2 separate regions of the Mus musculus genome follow, and region 2 is linked to region 1. Evidence: chromatin contacts called from public Hi-C data. All regions are on one chromosome and are shown on one strand. The core of a region is the stretch at or near the end of the contact, and the rest is flanking DNA. Distances in the headings are between cores, read along the strand shown. Region 1 overlaps Slc28a1 (solute carrier family 28 (sodium-coupled nucleoside transporter), member 1). Region 2 overlaps Pde8a (phosphodiesterase 8A).

Region 1 (6,558 bases), core at 2,992-5,491:
CAGACCTAGAAGGTCTTTGGATGTGATCCACTGCCAGAGCAGCCATGTTGCTGGATTAAAATTCCTCTACAAGAACTGAGTTGGGATGGATGAAGCAGCTAGCCCATCCCTACCTCTGCGTAGCTTCTGTGCGGTAAAGGAGTATAACCCCTATCTCCTATTTTTGAATACCTACAGGGACAGGGAACTCACCACTGCAAGGCAGCCTGTCTCACTCCTGTATTAGGGAATTGGCCTCTTTCAACAGCACGGAGGCACTGGGTCTGTCTCTATAAATCACACTGGACAAGTACTCCAGCAAGATCATAAACCACCACCAGCTCTGAGGGGGTGGGGCACTTCCAGAACACACAGTCTCACTGCTCCCGAGATAGATGAACAGCCGTCCCTCCACTTAGCTACTCACCACACTGAAATCAGAATCAACCATCTAACTAACTAACAAGGAGCAAATAGCCTGTTCTTTTAAGGATTTGTTTATTTGTTTTGTGTCAATGGGCGTTTTGCTACACGTATGCAAGTGGAGCATGCGAGCCTGGTGCCTGTGGAGGCAAGCAGAGAGCCTCAGATGTCCTGAGACGGGAGTCACAGATGATTGTGAGCTGCCATGTGGGTGCTGGGAACAGAATGTGGGTTCTCTGTTAAGAGCAACCGACGCTCTCCCCCACTGAGCCATCCTGAGAATGGTCTCTGGAAATTGATGCTTCTCAGAGTAGTGCAGTAAGGTGGGAAAGTGCCCACAAAATTGCGTGAAGAGCAGGACTGTAACTATGGGAAACACAAACACCAAATTGCCCAGAAGATGTCCAGAAAGGGCCCCTGATTGTCAGTACACTGGCTGTCCCTAGGAAGGGCCCCTGACTGTCAGCACACTGGCTGTCCCCAGGAAGGGCCCCTGACTGTCAGCACACTGGCTGTCTCCAGGAAGGGCCCCTGACTGTCAGCACACTGGCTGTCTCCGGGGAGCTGGGTTTGAAGTGATTTTCTTTCTTGGTGCTTTTTGATATCTTTCAATAGGTCCATAACTCTATACTATTTAAAAAAAAAACAGAAAAGCAAAATAGATCTTTTCTCCTTAAATTTTGCAGTAAGCCAATAGCAGTTTTTAGATTTTAAGTAGAAAGTTCTATGATGCAGCTCGGGCAGAGTGTTTGTCTAACCATGCAGGGAGCACTGGGTTCCGTCACCAGTTACTACGTGAGCTGGGAAGGAGGGTACAGTCCTGTAAATCTAGCACTCTGGGTGGAAGGATCAGAAATTCAAGGGCATCCTTGGTTATGTAGTAGCCTAGAAACATGAGACTCTGCTTTTAAAGGGCAGGGTGGGGAGATGGGGGAGGGAGAGATGCCTTCATAGTTAAGAATTCTTGCTGTCTTGCAGAGGACCTGAGTTCAGTTCCCTGCCCCACATCAGGCAGCTTGAGGTAGATGCCCTTCTCTGGACATGGTGACATATGCCTTTAGTCTCAGCAGAGGCAGGCAAATCTCTGTGAGTTTAAGACCAGCCTAATGTATAGAGTGAATTCCAGGCTATTCAGAGCTACACAGTGAGGCCCCTGCCTCAAGCGGGAGTAGGGAGAGAACGGGAGGTGAGGTTACATGGGCTCAGGCTAATAAAGGCAGAGGGCATCTGTTCTCAGGGAACAGACAGGAATCCATGAAGCTGAAGGCCTGGAGCTTCAGGCCCTGAAACCCTCCTTCTTTGTCTAAACCCCACTTGTTTCTCCTTACTCAGAAGCAGAAACCGCCTAGGGTGTGAAAATGAAGTCCCTCACGAAGGCTTGGTCCTCAGCTGCCTCAGAGCCTGGAGGGAGCTGCACTCACCAATGAGTCAATCCATCTCCACTGACTGTGAGGAAAACCTGGCTGGGAGAAGTAGGTCACTGGGGCATGCCTGTACATCTTACACCCAGACTCTTCTTTTCTGTCTCTCTGCGTCCCTGACTGCCCTGAGGTGGACTGAGGTGGACAGAACCATTCTACCACACCGCCTCTGCAATGATCCATCTCAACACAAGCCCACAGAGATGGGGCAAAGTGGGTGGAAACCTCTAAAGGCATGATCATAAGTAAAATACATCTCCATTTTTCAACTCTCTCTGGGGCACTTTGTCCTAGTAACAGAAAGCTCGCTTGCACACCATGCGAACGAACCATCAAGAGGCCCAACTCCTCTTCCCTGCCACCAGCACTAGATGGCAAGCCCAGCACCCTGATCCCTCCTGGAGGAGGGCAGTCGGGGTGGTGCCCTCTTGGAACTTTCAGGGCTTCAGTTGTCTCCTCCCTGGCAGCTCAGCACCATCGTGGACACTGCCACGCCTGAAATAGGAGGTTTCTCCGTCTGCCAGTCTAGACCCTGACCTCTTCCTTCAGCTTGAAGAGTACACCCAGCTTGTAAGCTTGGATTTTAGGGGGGACACACATTCCAGAGCCATATGGCCACAGCCTCAAATCCCACAGTGGCCGTTCCTGCTCTTGATGGAGATGCAGGACTTCTGCATGCAGGCAGTGAAGCTGGTGCTGGTTCATCCCACACCAGCCTATTGTAGCTCCCCCAGCCCTGCGTCCAGGAGCACAGTCAGGAATGCCTTCCATCTCAGCCACCCAGGCCTCCCTCCACCCTCTACAAATAGGACATGAGCACACCACCTTGCAGAATGGTATTTAGTGAGAAAGGAAACAAAGGAGAGATTTCTGGTCTGTTTTGGTTTGGGGGGGTTGTTTGTTTGTTTGTTTTTGTTTTGTTTTTTGTTTTGTTTTTTTGGTTCTTCAAGACGAGGTTTCTCTGTATAGCCTTGGCTGTCCTGGAACTCACTCTGTAGACCAGGCTGTCCTCAAACTCAGAGATCCACCTGCCTCTGCCTCACGAGTGCTGAGATTAAAGGAGTACACCACCACTGCCCACCTTCTGATCTTAATATGGTCACTTTTCAGCACCATGCTAAGTGTTTTCTGACCATTTTCATCTATCCTTTGTGGCCAGGTAAACAGTACGTCTGTTCATTTACAGATATGGAAACTAAGCAACAGAGTCGCTTTGATCCTGAGTACAGGATCTTGCAAATCCTTGTTTCCCTTGAGGGGCAAATCAATAGGAAACATGAGTGACCAACTCCTGAATGTTACCATGACCAGCCTGGGTTCAAGACCTCTGCACTGAGAGACCAGCTTGTTTGGATTTGCAGAGAAAGTTGGTATCTATCCTAGAGCCTTTGGAACAACAGCATAATTGGAAATGTATGTGGAGGTCATAATGAAATGATTCAGTCAAGTGACACTTGGTGCTGTGTGACAAAAGAGAAGACCTAGGCTGGCACTGTCCAATACAAACTCAACAGAGACCATATCTGTAATTTCACTCCTGCTACATTCTTTAGATTCAGTCTTGTGTAGCCCAGGCTAACCTCAACGTTGCTATGCAGTTGATGGTGACCTCAAGTTTGTGGTCCTTCTTCTTTACCTCCCAGGTGATGGGCCTACATAGCATGTAACACCACCCAGAAAAGCACCAACACGGTTACTGTGGCCAGCAGTCACATGTTTAAAAGTGCAAAGAAAGCCAGGCTGGGGGTACCAGTCTGTAACACTGACTATTTGGGAGGCAGAAGCAGGAGGTCACCAGTTCAAGGGCGGTCTAAGTAACTTAGTTAGACATTAAGAAAAAAAGGGGGGACTTAGCTCAGTGGTACAGGGCTTGCCTAGCATTTGGGATTGAGGCCCTGGGTTTGCTCTTGAGCAGTGAAGAAAGAATACTGGACACCTCATCTTAAACTGCCCATGTTTCAAGTACTCAGGAGTTCATGGCTACTGTGTTGGACAGGTCCTGCTACTATCCAAATACCTGCAATAGAAAGGATGTGGCCAAGGGTCAGAGGCTGAGCCACAAAGAGAAATCTGTGGACTGAGGGGACCATTGAGATGGCTCAGTAGGTAAGAGCACTTGTCATAACAAGCCCTGGTTCAATCCCCAGAACCCACGGTGGAGGGAGAGAACTGACTCCCTCCTACCCACACAAGCGTGCCTCTGACACGTGTGCCCCTGTGCTCATACACAAGCAATATAGTAAAAACGCTTTGGAAATAAAGAGACCATGAACTGGGAGTGTGGCTCAATGGCTTGCCTAGCATATATGGGGTCCTGAGTTTAAAAGCCAGCTGTACAAAACAAAGGAAAAGAACCTGGGAGGCTCCTTGGGAAGGCAGTGACAGCTAAGGCCCGGCAGGGGGCAGAAGAGAGCCTCTCTGCAGCCAGGGACAGAAGAAGTAGAGCGGAAGGTCCCTCTGTTAGGTGCTTTCCCAGACCCTGCTATGGCTGCCGCCTGGGGCTTTCCCTCTGTAGATCAGACTGGCCTCAAACTCAGAGATCTGCCAACCTCTGCCTCCCAAGAGCTGGAATCAAAGGTGTGTGCCACCACCTCCTTTGGCTTTATTTTATTTCTTTTAGTGTGGTAAGATACCTCCTTGCCTTTTAAGTCCCAGTTAATGACTAGAGGTGTCTGCAAAGCTCATGTGTCTAGAAAGAACACGGGGTGATTTTTAAAACAGATCACAAGGCCCAGAGCAAAGTTAAGATGTTTAAAGACCTTAAGATATGCAGGTAGCGTGTATATATGTCACTATTAAACCGTTTTACCAACAAAGTTTGGGGTTTCAAATTTCCTATGTTTAGGGTTTTTTTCTTTGATTTTTGAGGCAAAATAGCCTTCAGTTCTACATATAGTTAATGACCAAGGACTTCTGATCTTCCTGCCTATGCCTCCCAAGTGCTAGGATTACAGCTCTTTTTATTTTATTTTTTAAAAGATTTTAAAATTTATTTTTATTATATGTAAGTACACTGTAGCTGTCTTCAGACACCCCAGAAGAGGGCATCAGATCTCATTACAGATGGTTGTAAGCCACCATGTGGTTGCTGGGATTTGAACTTTGGACCTTCAGAAGAGCAGTCAGGTGCTCTTACCCACTGAGCCATCTCACCAGCCCCTGAGCTCTTTTTAAAAAATGAAATTGGGGCTGGAGAGATGACTTAGTGGTAAAGAGCAGTGACTGCTCTTCCAGAGATCCTGAGTTCAATTCCTGGCAACTGCATGGTGGCTCACAACCATCTGTAATGGGATCTGATGCCCTCTTTTGGTGTGTCTGAAGACAGCTACAGTGTATGTAAGATACATAAAATAAATAAATAATTTCAAGAAAAAGTAATATAAATAATATAAATAAATAATTTCAAGAAAAAAAAGAAAAAGAAAAAATGTGTACACATACACACACACAAGTAAATTTTTTCTCTGCCTATGTGAATTTAGGGTCCAATTTGTAATACTGGATTGGCCCATGAGAGGATTATGATATACATCATTTAGGAGGGCAGATCCCCAGGGAAAGCCTATGGAAAACTGAGCATGAAATTTGGAGTCAGATCTGGGTTCAGATCCTGGCTTTAACCATTAATTTATTCTCTGAGCCTCAATTTGCTTATCTATAAAACGGGGATATTAAAGCACCCAGCATAGTGCCTGATACATAATATGAGCTTAGTAAATGGAATTCTGGGAATCTGACCCAGGGGCCATTTGAAAAGTGTAGCCAGCTCTCTTTAAGCTCTGACATTTCTTAGCCCTCCTTTTCTCTCTCCCTTCCCCCTCTCTTCAAGTGGCCATGGCCAGCCTCTCTCTCCTTCTACCTTCTCCCCCCCCCCCCCGCCTTTCTACAATAAAACTCTAAAACCATTAAAAAAAAAAAAAAAAAAAAAAAAGGTCTAACCAAGTAGTTTAGCCCAGCAAGCCTGCCTTGCTCAGGCAAAGCTGGGCTTTGAGACAGAGAGGGGACATCCCATGACTGCTGTGATTAGGAGCTTGTGGGGCTTCCAGAAAGGCAGTTTCAGGGCTTTGGCATAGCCCAGCAGAGAAAAGTTCTACCTACCCCAAAGGAGATGTAGGCGCCCAGGAGGCTGCCAGCAATAGTAGCATAGCCTCCAGTCATGACAACGTGAACTTCAGAGAGTGTCATATCTGCCAGATAGGGCCGGATCAGCAGTGGAGCTTCAGTCTACAAAGAGTCAGAAGGCAAGCAGTGAGCTGCCGCGGTGGCGGCTGGGTGATGGTCACAGGTTTTTTGTTTGTTTGTTTTGTTTTGTTTTGTTTTGTTTTGTTTTGAGACAGGTCATGGTTCTTGATGAAGAATCTCAGAGGAGACAGAGGGTGGGTTTCTAGTCAGCTGAGCCTCTCTGGGCCCCATTGTCCTCCCTCCTCTGTGATAGGACCTGCATACCACCACCCTACCCTACCCGTGTGTGTTGACACTTACCGTGCTCCTCACACCCAGGCACCTCCCCCTCTGTGCTTACAACCTAAGACAGAAAGGACTCTTATTTTCCAGGGAAGCAAACAGAGGCCTGGGAAGGGATGCAAGCCCGATCTGCACAAAGGGGCTGAGCCTTCACTGGGCATTTGCTTTGGGGCTTGTGTAGAAGTCTGGGCTACTCTTTATCTAATCCAGCTATGGAGCCCTAGCATTCTTGGTACTGCTTTGCAGGACGGGGAGATGGGCGTATGATGGT
Region 2 (7,164 bases), core at 2,301-4,800, 150 kb before region 1:
AATTCTGGAGAAGCAGTGTTGGGCAATAGAAGTCACTGTCTCCAGTCAGCACCCTAATGGCATGGACCCTTTGGCCTGGAAGCAGGAATTCCAGTCTGAATGTGAGAAAGTTGAAGTCAGGTTATCTTACTCAACATACCCACAGGTTACTGTGCTGTGATCTTGGCACACTGCTAATACATGTGATCAGGCACCCAGCAAAAGAGGCCTGTGACAAGTGCCAACCTGCCAGTCCCAGTATTAGACAATGGTACCAGAGCTTATCATGTGACAGCAAGCCAGAACAATCAAAATCTATACACTGTCACTACAACCATTTTGTATCTTTAGTGAGCTATAGCACGATCTGAAAATTACACACAGGCTAAGAAAAATGTAACGTGTGGGGACTTTATTATTTTCCTAGACACCCAGACTCTCAATGTCCATTCTCTTGACTAGGGAGTTCCAGGATCTCCTTTTACAGAAGGGGGGAATCCAGGGACTGCCTGGCTCCACACGTGAGTAGCAGGTAGCCTAGGCCTAGCCAAATGAGCAAGTGAAACTAGAAGCAAGGTCTTGAGCCTGGATCTGCCAGCGCCAGTGGTGGCCAACCACGGTGTTCCTGTGGCATGCTCAGCTCAGAGGGAGACAGCTTCCCAGTACCCCTGGGTTCCCGACTCCTTCCCAAACTGGTTCTTGGACTCCCTCACCCAATCTGTAAGGGGCTCTATTTCCTCCCAATAAGCCCCACTTCTGCTTGAGGACTTCTGGTGTGGGCCTAATAGCCCCAACTGCCCCACTGTGGCAAAACAGCCCCACACCCTCAGGAATACAACTATTCCACTGCCCGCCGAGGAATGAAGATGGATCAGGCAGTGGCTCATCAGGGTGACAGCAGCAGCTCCTACGGAAGCACTCATCAAGTCCAAGCACAAACGGTGTAGCGCACGAGGCTGAGGCGGGAGCCTCCTACCTCACCTGTACTTGCCCTGGCCACCCACTGATGGCCTCCCAAGCCCAGCTCTGTCATTTCCTGTGCCTAGCTCTAAGTGTCATTTAACTCTCTTGGCACTTGTTTTTCCATCTGTATTAAAGGAGTGTTGATAACAGTCATGCCCACTTCTCAGGACTGCTCTGAAGAACTAAAACCAACGAAATACCACTAACAACAAAATCAAGTGATGTGCTCTGAGAGCGGCAGCACAGAACTGCGTGGCAGGCTCTGTCTACCACGTCTAGTCCCCTGAGGCTTGGCTTCTGCCTCATTTTTCTCTGAGCCTGAACTCTGACAGGTCTCAGTGTCTCTTTGCTCCACGTCCTCTGTGCCATCCAGCTCTTCCCTGCTTAGCCCCTCCTCTTCTGTCAGGCACTCACTTGCAGGGATTTGCCTCCCACTCTGCCTGTCATTCTGTCCCGCAGTAACCTTGATGCTCTTCCCTTTACACCTGGGCTCCGCCTTATCCTCAGCACTCAATGCTGCTTTTTCTGGTCAGAAACATCTGCATCTTCAGTCCTTGCCTCTTTGAAAGACCTAGGAACCGCTAGCTATCAGATGTTCAAAGTAGATCACCAATACCAGGGCCACACGGTGAAGAGGCCCATACTCACCCTTCCCAGGCCTATGGCCACCCCTAGGTCCCTGGGCTCACTCAGATCGGCTCTCTGGTCTGCCTTTTCTTCACTCTTCTCTCTAGTCCTGTGTCACCACACTTGTTCCCCTTCTCCTCACTGTTATCTCATTTTTCTGGTCAATGTTTCCTCTCCTCTCAGTCTTGATGTGAGAGCACATCCTTCCATGTGAGCAGCTGCAGACACAATGTAAGGACTTCTTAGAAGTTCTGAAACCCTCAGAGACTCTCTATGGATAAAAAGCCTGATTTCCTTCCTGGCCTTTAAGGACCATGATTAATTCAAGCTCCTTATCCTGACTTACTCTTTGTTCCAGTCTCCAATGACTGTTCCCTCTTCCAAAACACCTGATGGCGAGTCCTTACAGACATCCCCTTATCTGTGTGGGCAAGAGCAACAAGTAGCTTGCCAAAGCCATGACTTATGTGTGAGGGAAGCAAGCCCTCCGAGGCAGAGAGAAGCCTGTGCAGTAGGACAGATGGTGTCTGAGGCATGATTAGAAGACACGAGATGAAGCAACTCCGATGACACCGATGGCTGGTAGTGACCACATTAGCCCAGTGGACGGTGTCCCTGCTAATGCACTTTGGTAATCCACTCAACCCTGTCTGCCCTAAAGCTCAGCTCAGGTTATAAAGTCCTACTTCATCCTACGTGTCTGCCTGCACATACACCACGCAGTAGGTAATCATTCTCTCCACACAGGCTGCACCCGTCCCAGGCACTGGTCAAGATGCCCACAGCACTCCAGTCCTCACACCACGCTGGGCTGGGCTGGGCTGGGCCACAAGAATAGGGTCCCACCACTGCACAAAGCAGGCCAATCACAGGAAGGACCTGTGAATCACCCCACCCCCAAATGCTCAACCTTGAGAATGAATAGGGCCTCATACCTGTTTGACTGTCAGTCTGAACACACTCAGTTGTGGTCTCAACCTAAAAATGGATTTTACAAGCCATTAGTTTTGATTGTGTAGAGCTTGCTTGTGCACTCGCATCCCGGGCTCCCTTTACCTACCTTATTGTTGCCATTGCACACTCTGATAATGGACACATAGTGTCTGATTTTTCTGTAAGTAGAAAACAATACATTATTTTTCTCCTGACTCTAATATGGGAGATAGATAGTAGTTTTTCATTATGAAAAGAATATTTCCTTTTAGCAATATATGAAATGCTTTCAGAGCATTTTCTTCTAAAAAAAATTGTGTGTGTGTGTGTGTGTGTGTGTGAAAGCCATCAATAAACGAACCAAACTTTACAGATACCACTTTATGTCCTTGGGGAAAAAAGAAGTGACTTCTACAGTCACTGCCCTAGGATTTTGTTTGTTTTGTTTTGTTTTGTTTTGTTTTGTTTTGTTTTGTTTTGTTTTGAGACAGGGTTTCTCTGTGTAGCCCTGGCTGTCCTGGAACTCACTCTGTAGACCAGGCTGGCCTCAAACTCAGAAATCCTCCTGCCTCTAAAGTGATAGGATTAAAGGTGTGTGCCACCACTGCCTGGCTACTGCCCTAGTTTTGACAACAGACAATACAAACACACATATACTTTTACAGTGTACTACATTAGTCTCTCATTTCCTAGTGAGTCGTTTGACTACGTTGATACTGATGCTCTCAAGTTCCAGCAGTCTGCTTACAGTCAGTCACAGAGATGAACACAGGTCACACAGGCCACACAGGCCACACAGGCTGAGGTCCCTGCTAGCCTTGACTAGCCAATGTCTAAGACAAAGGAACGAGGGCTGGGCACAGAAGCTGCTGGCTTGCTCCATTTATTTACTGTCCCTTCAGTTTCTTTTGCCCTGCCCCATAATCAAATCCCTATATACTAATCACAAGAACAATTTGGAAAGGACATAAAAGAGCAAAGACTCAGAACAGAGAGCCCACACAGATCCGCCTCCCTGAAGCCGTCACCAACTGGCAGCAAAGTCGGCTGACACAGCAGGCGAGCTGTGCGGTCAGCTGGCACTGAGGGCTGCACCAGGCACCATCACACATGGCAGCCAGAGCTGGGGTGGAAACCAGACCTCTCTATGACTCAGTTTCCCCATGTGTAAAGGAGCGACATCCTTGTGCTGACCAAACAAGCTGCATTTAGGATGAAATGAAGTGTCGCCGCCCATTAGCAGGAGCCTGGCTAGAGGGAAGTGCAGTTCCTAAGGCCATGGCCACACTTCCTCCTTGTGTCTCCTTCCCTCCGTATCCTACACTAGGTCTGACTTTATGTTTTGCACAGTAAGGGCTTTCCTTACAGTTTAATTTTCTCTGATCATCATTTATTAAAGTGTGTATTTTACTGTTGGGTATGCTATAATTCACACTCAGAACATTCTGGAAACTTTCTCTGTTATTTTGAACAGGTCTGAGACAAGGCCTCCAAAAATTTTAGGCTCTTAATAAATTTACAGTATGTGCACATGAGCACATGCATGCTTGCTCGTGTGAGCATGTGTGGATCAGACAGAGGTGACATGGGGACATCTTCCTCAATTGCTCCTCCATACTATTAATTATCATGATTATATTATTATTATTATTATTATTATTATGACAGGGCTCCTCACTGAATATGGACCTCAGCATTCCACAGCTAGGCTGGCTGCCAGTGAGACCGCAGATCTCTACCCACCGGTGGCAGGGTTACATGCATGATGCCACACTGGCTTTTGTGGGGTGCTGGAGATATGAACCCAGGTTCTCGTGCTTGCACAGTAAGCACCGGTCTCACTGAGCCAGCTCTCCAGCCCAGAACACATCTGTTAGCATTCAAAATATTCTGTGATAGACCTTTGCAGAAACAGCTACTTCCAATTAGATACAAAGCTTACAAACACAGAGGTAGACGTGATTTCAATATAAACATTGAAGTCTCTTTCTTGCAAATCTACACAGCATAAAGAAGACTGTCTCCAGAGTAGTGGCTCTGGACTGCAAGTGGAAGGTCCTCAGGGAACGACCACCCTGGAAGGCCGTGCCCTGTGAGAGCCTGGCCTTGCTTTAAACCTTTTACACTTCCATGAGCCATGTGGCGTTTACTTAAGTATTCAAAGAGAATTCGAGACACAGAAGTGCATTTTTCCACTTACCCTCCCTGCCCAATGACAGGTATTATCTTCACATTTTGCTGTATGTTATCTCCATTTTTCTTTTGGGTATGGTAAACTCCTTGCCATTCCTATGAATAGAATATGTATTATTATGCTTTGGTATATCCAGGAACATTTTCCATTTTGGTTCTGATTTATTAATCACCATGAAAGAACTTAGGATAAAAATGATCACAAACCCAAATGCAATTTAAGTAAGCCAATATTCTTCTTCACCCTGTCAAGTCACTTGACTAAAGTCACCTCAGTCTCTCATGGCTCTCACTGGCTGCATGAAGGAGGGACTCCGAGTCTGACGTGGTACTTGGTGCAGGTGTACTCAGAACTAGGGCACAGAAGAGCAGCGTGTGGCCATTACTGTGCTAGGCCACTACTAGCTTCTTATTGCAAATGGCTTTAGCCCTTGAGGACCTGGGGTGTCAGTCCTTCTGCAGGGTAGGGTGCTACAGCAGCTGGGCTGGAAAGCCCGGGTTGTGATTTTAGGAGCTCATGTGACCATCGGCAGGGATCCTTGCAACAGACAAGCATGGCTGAGGAGGAGACCGGCACATCTTCCCTTGGTGATAAGGGTGGCTAGGGGACTTGTCTTTATCAGCCAGCCCATCTGGCAAGTCACTCGAGGCTAAGCTATGAAAATCTCCCAACCCTCCTGTTGGATGCTGAACTAAAGGTGCCCATAATGTTCTTGGCCCTTCAGAACTCTTTGAACCCAGAGCTCTAAGATACCCAGTAGATACTGAGTCTGATTACTGGATGATGTAATTCTGAAAGCAATCTTTTTTTTTTTTTTTTTTTAAGAAGACCATGTCAAAACCAGCTAGCTCTGTCTGCAGTTAGTAGTAACCAGAGAAAAGAGCAGGTTATAAACAGCTTAGCTCTTGGTACAGCTAGCCCAGGGACAGACTATGCCCAAACACTAACCAGGGATCCCCTAGCAGGAAGGAGTAGGCAGTCCTCACTTCCATGGCCACAGAGTCACCCTGGAAACAAACAGCTCTAAGAGGACTATCCAAGACAATGTGGGAAACTGTGACAAGTCCCTAGATACCCTCATCACCCCAGGGGAAGGTGTGCCCTGGTTCCTCCTCCGCCATGCCACACCTACACAAATATACTTAAAAATCACTGGGCTGTGTAGCTAGCTCTTTTTGCTGGTTTGAGGTGGGCTCTCCCGATGTAGCTCTGGCCAGCCTGGAACTGGCTACACAGACTAGGCTGGTCTCAGACTTGTAATGGCCCTCTTGCCTTGGCCTCCCAAGTGTTATGAACTGTACACTTTTGATGGGTAGACTGTATGGTATGAGAATTACGTCTCAATAGAATTGTTCCATTACATGAAAAAGAAAAGAGGGAATGAAGAAAAGAGAAAGAAACAGTAGGTCATCAGGGCCAAGCCACCAGCACACTGAAAGATAGATGGAGAATGTCCTACTCCAGCTCCTGAAGAAACTCAGACAGACCCTAGCCGAGGTCTAACAGGCCACGGCAGTACCACAGGTCCCCAGAAGGAGCAGAGGTCAAGCCAGTGTCCTGGCTGGGGGAACAATGTTAAATATAAGCTTTCCAGTCACCAAGGTAAACAAAAAATGTATTTAGCACGAACCATATTTACTAATTATAAATACTAATTTACTAACTATAAAATTATAAATATAAATTTAGCTATGTATCACTGAAGGTTGGAATTCCTAAGAGGAAGAATACTTCCTTAGACCATGGTCAGAGAGATTTCTAGTTGGTCAATCTGACATCCAGCGGGTTCAGGAGCCAGCCAGTTCGGGGTGCGGGTGCTTTCGCACAGTCCTGTCCCCACATGAGCTCCCCACTGCACACTCTGCTGCTCTCTGGCACAAGCTACATACCAGCTATTGATGTGGTCCCCTTTGGCAATCACTGTCATAAAATTAAGTCATTGTCATCCAGCTGTCCTGTCCCCAAGGCTGGCACTGTGCTTACCAATGGTAAACAATCAAACAACACACGAGGCTTTTGTTTAGAGTGACTGAAGTCAACTACAGAATCTTGGTCACCAGACTAAGCAATCTGAATATTATACCAAGGGAGCAACATGATAGTCTTGGGATGAGGAGACCAGATGGGATCTGCCCACCATAACTGTGGGAATGTGAAGAAGACCTGGATCAGGTCAGGGGCAAACAGTGCACACTCCAAAGCAAGGAAATTAGCAGCCAACAGGATCGATGAACTTGAAGGAGGCAAAGGCAGAGGGATCAGTTTATTCCAGAGATCTAGGCAAGGTACGAGGACAGCCTATGAACAGAGAGTGTGACTAAGAGACATACTGGGACTTTTATTCATAAAAGGCAAGAGGAAAATCATTCTCTGACAATTTAATCTTGAGTGACAGCAGGCTACTGAGGAACAAGAACAAGAAGGCAAAGGTCAAAGACCAGGTAATTTGTGGAGGAAACAAGACAGTG

Evidence for each region. Hi-C and Micro-C count contacts between places; a contact is called where the count stands out from the background.
Region 2: a Hi-C map of bone marrow-derived macrophages shows a contact between it and region 1, with 34 read pairs. The contact joins two enhancer-like sites. A contact is called at or near these places in 5 of 15 datasets of contacts at CTCF or cohesin (the NIH/3T3 cell line, embryonic stem cells, large pre-B cells and 1 more), 36 of 484 Hi-C or Micro-C datasets (the AML12 cell line, the AtT-20 cell line, CD4 T cells and 24 more), 11 of 115 datasets of contacts at active chromatin or transcription factors (CD4 single positive thymocytes, the HPC-7 cell line, Th17 cells and 6 more) and 4 of 9 other capture datasets (adipose tissue, embryonic tail, liver and 1 more).

What each region holds. Positions count from the first base shown.
Region 1 is chr7:81,152,889-81,159,446 of GRCm38.p6, reverse strand. Slc28a1 (solute carrier family 28 (sodium-coupled nucleoside transporter), member 1) reads right to left here. Exons shown (of 18, transcript NM_001004184.3): 11 at 5,922-6,047. Among named protein-coding and RNA genes, the nearest start is that of Slc28a1, 41 kb to the right of the region's middle. Within about 2 kb of position 4,241, at least 81 of the 459 cell types and tissues checked have an H3K27ac peak or open chromatin away from gene starts, as enhancers often do. A contact at or near this core is called in adipose tissue and bone marrow-derived macrophages, where this site is marked.
Region 2 is chr7:81,304,322-81,311,485 of GRCm38.p6, reverse strand. It overlaps Pde8a (phosphodiesterase 8A), which reads right to left. Exons shown (of 22, transcript NM_008803.3): 9 at 4,703-4,791; 10 at 2,630-2,681; 11 at 2,505-2,547. Among named protein-coding and RNA genes, the nearest start is that of Rps17, 37 kb to the left of the region's middle. Within about 2 kb of position 3,550, at least 16 of the 459 cell types and tissues checked have an H3K27ac peak or open chromatin away from gene starts, as enhancers often do. A contact at or near this core is called in adipose tissue and bone marrow-derived macrophages, where this site is marked.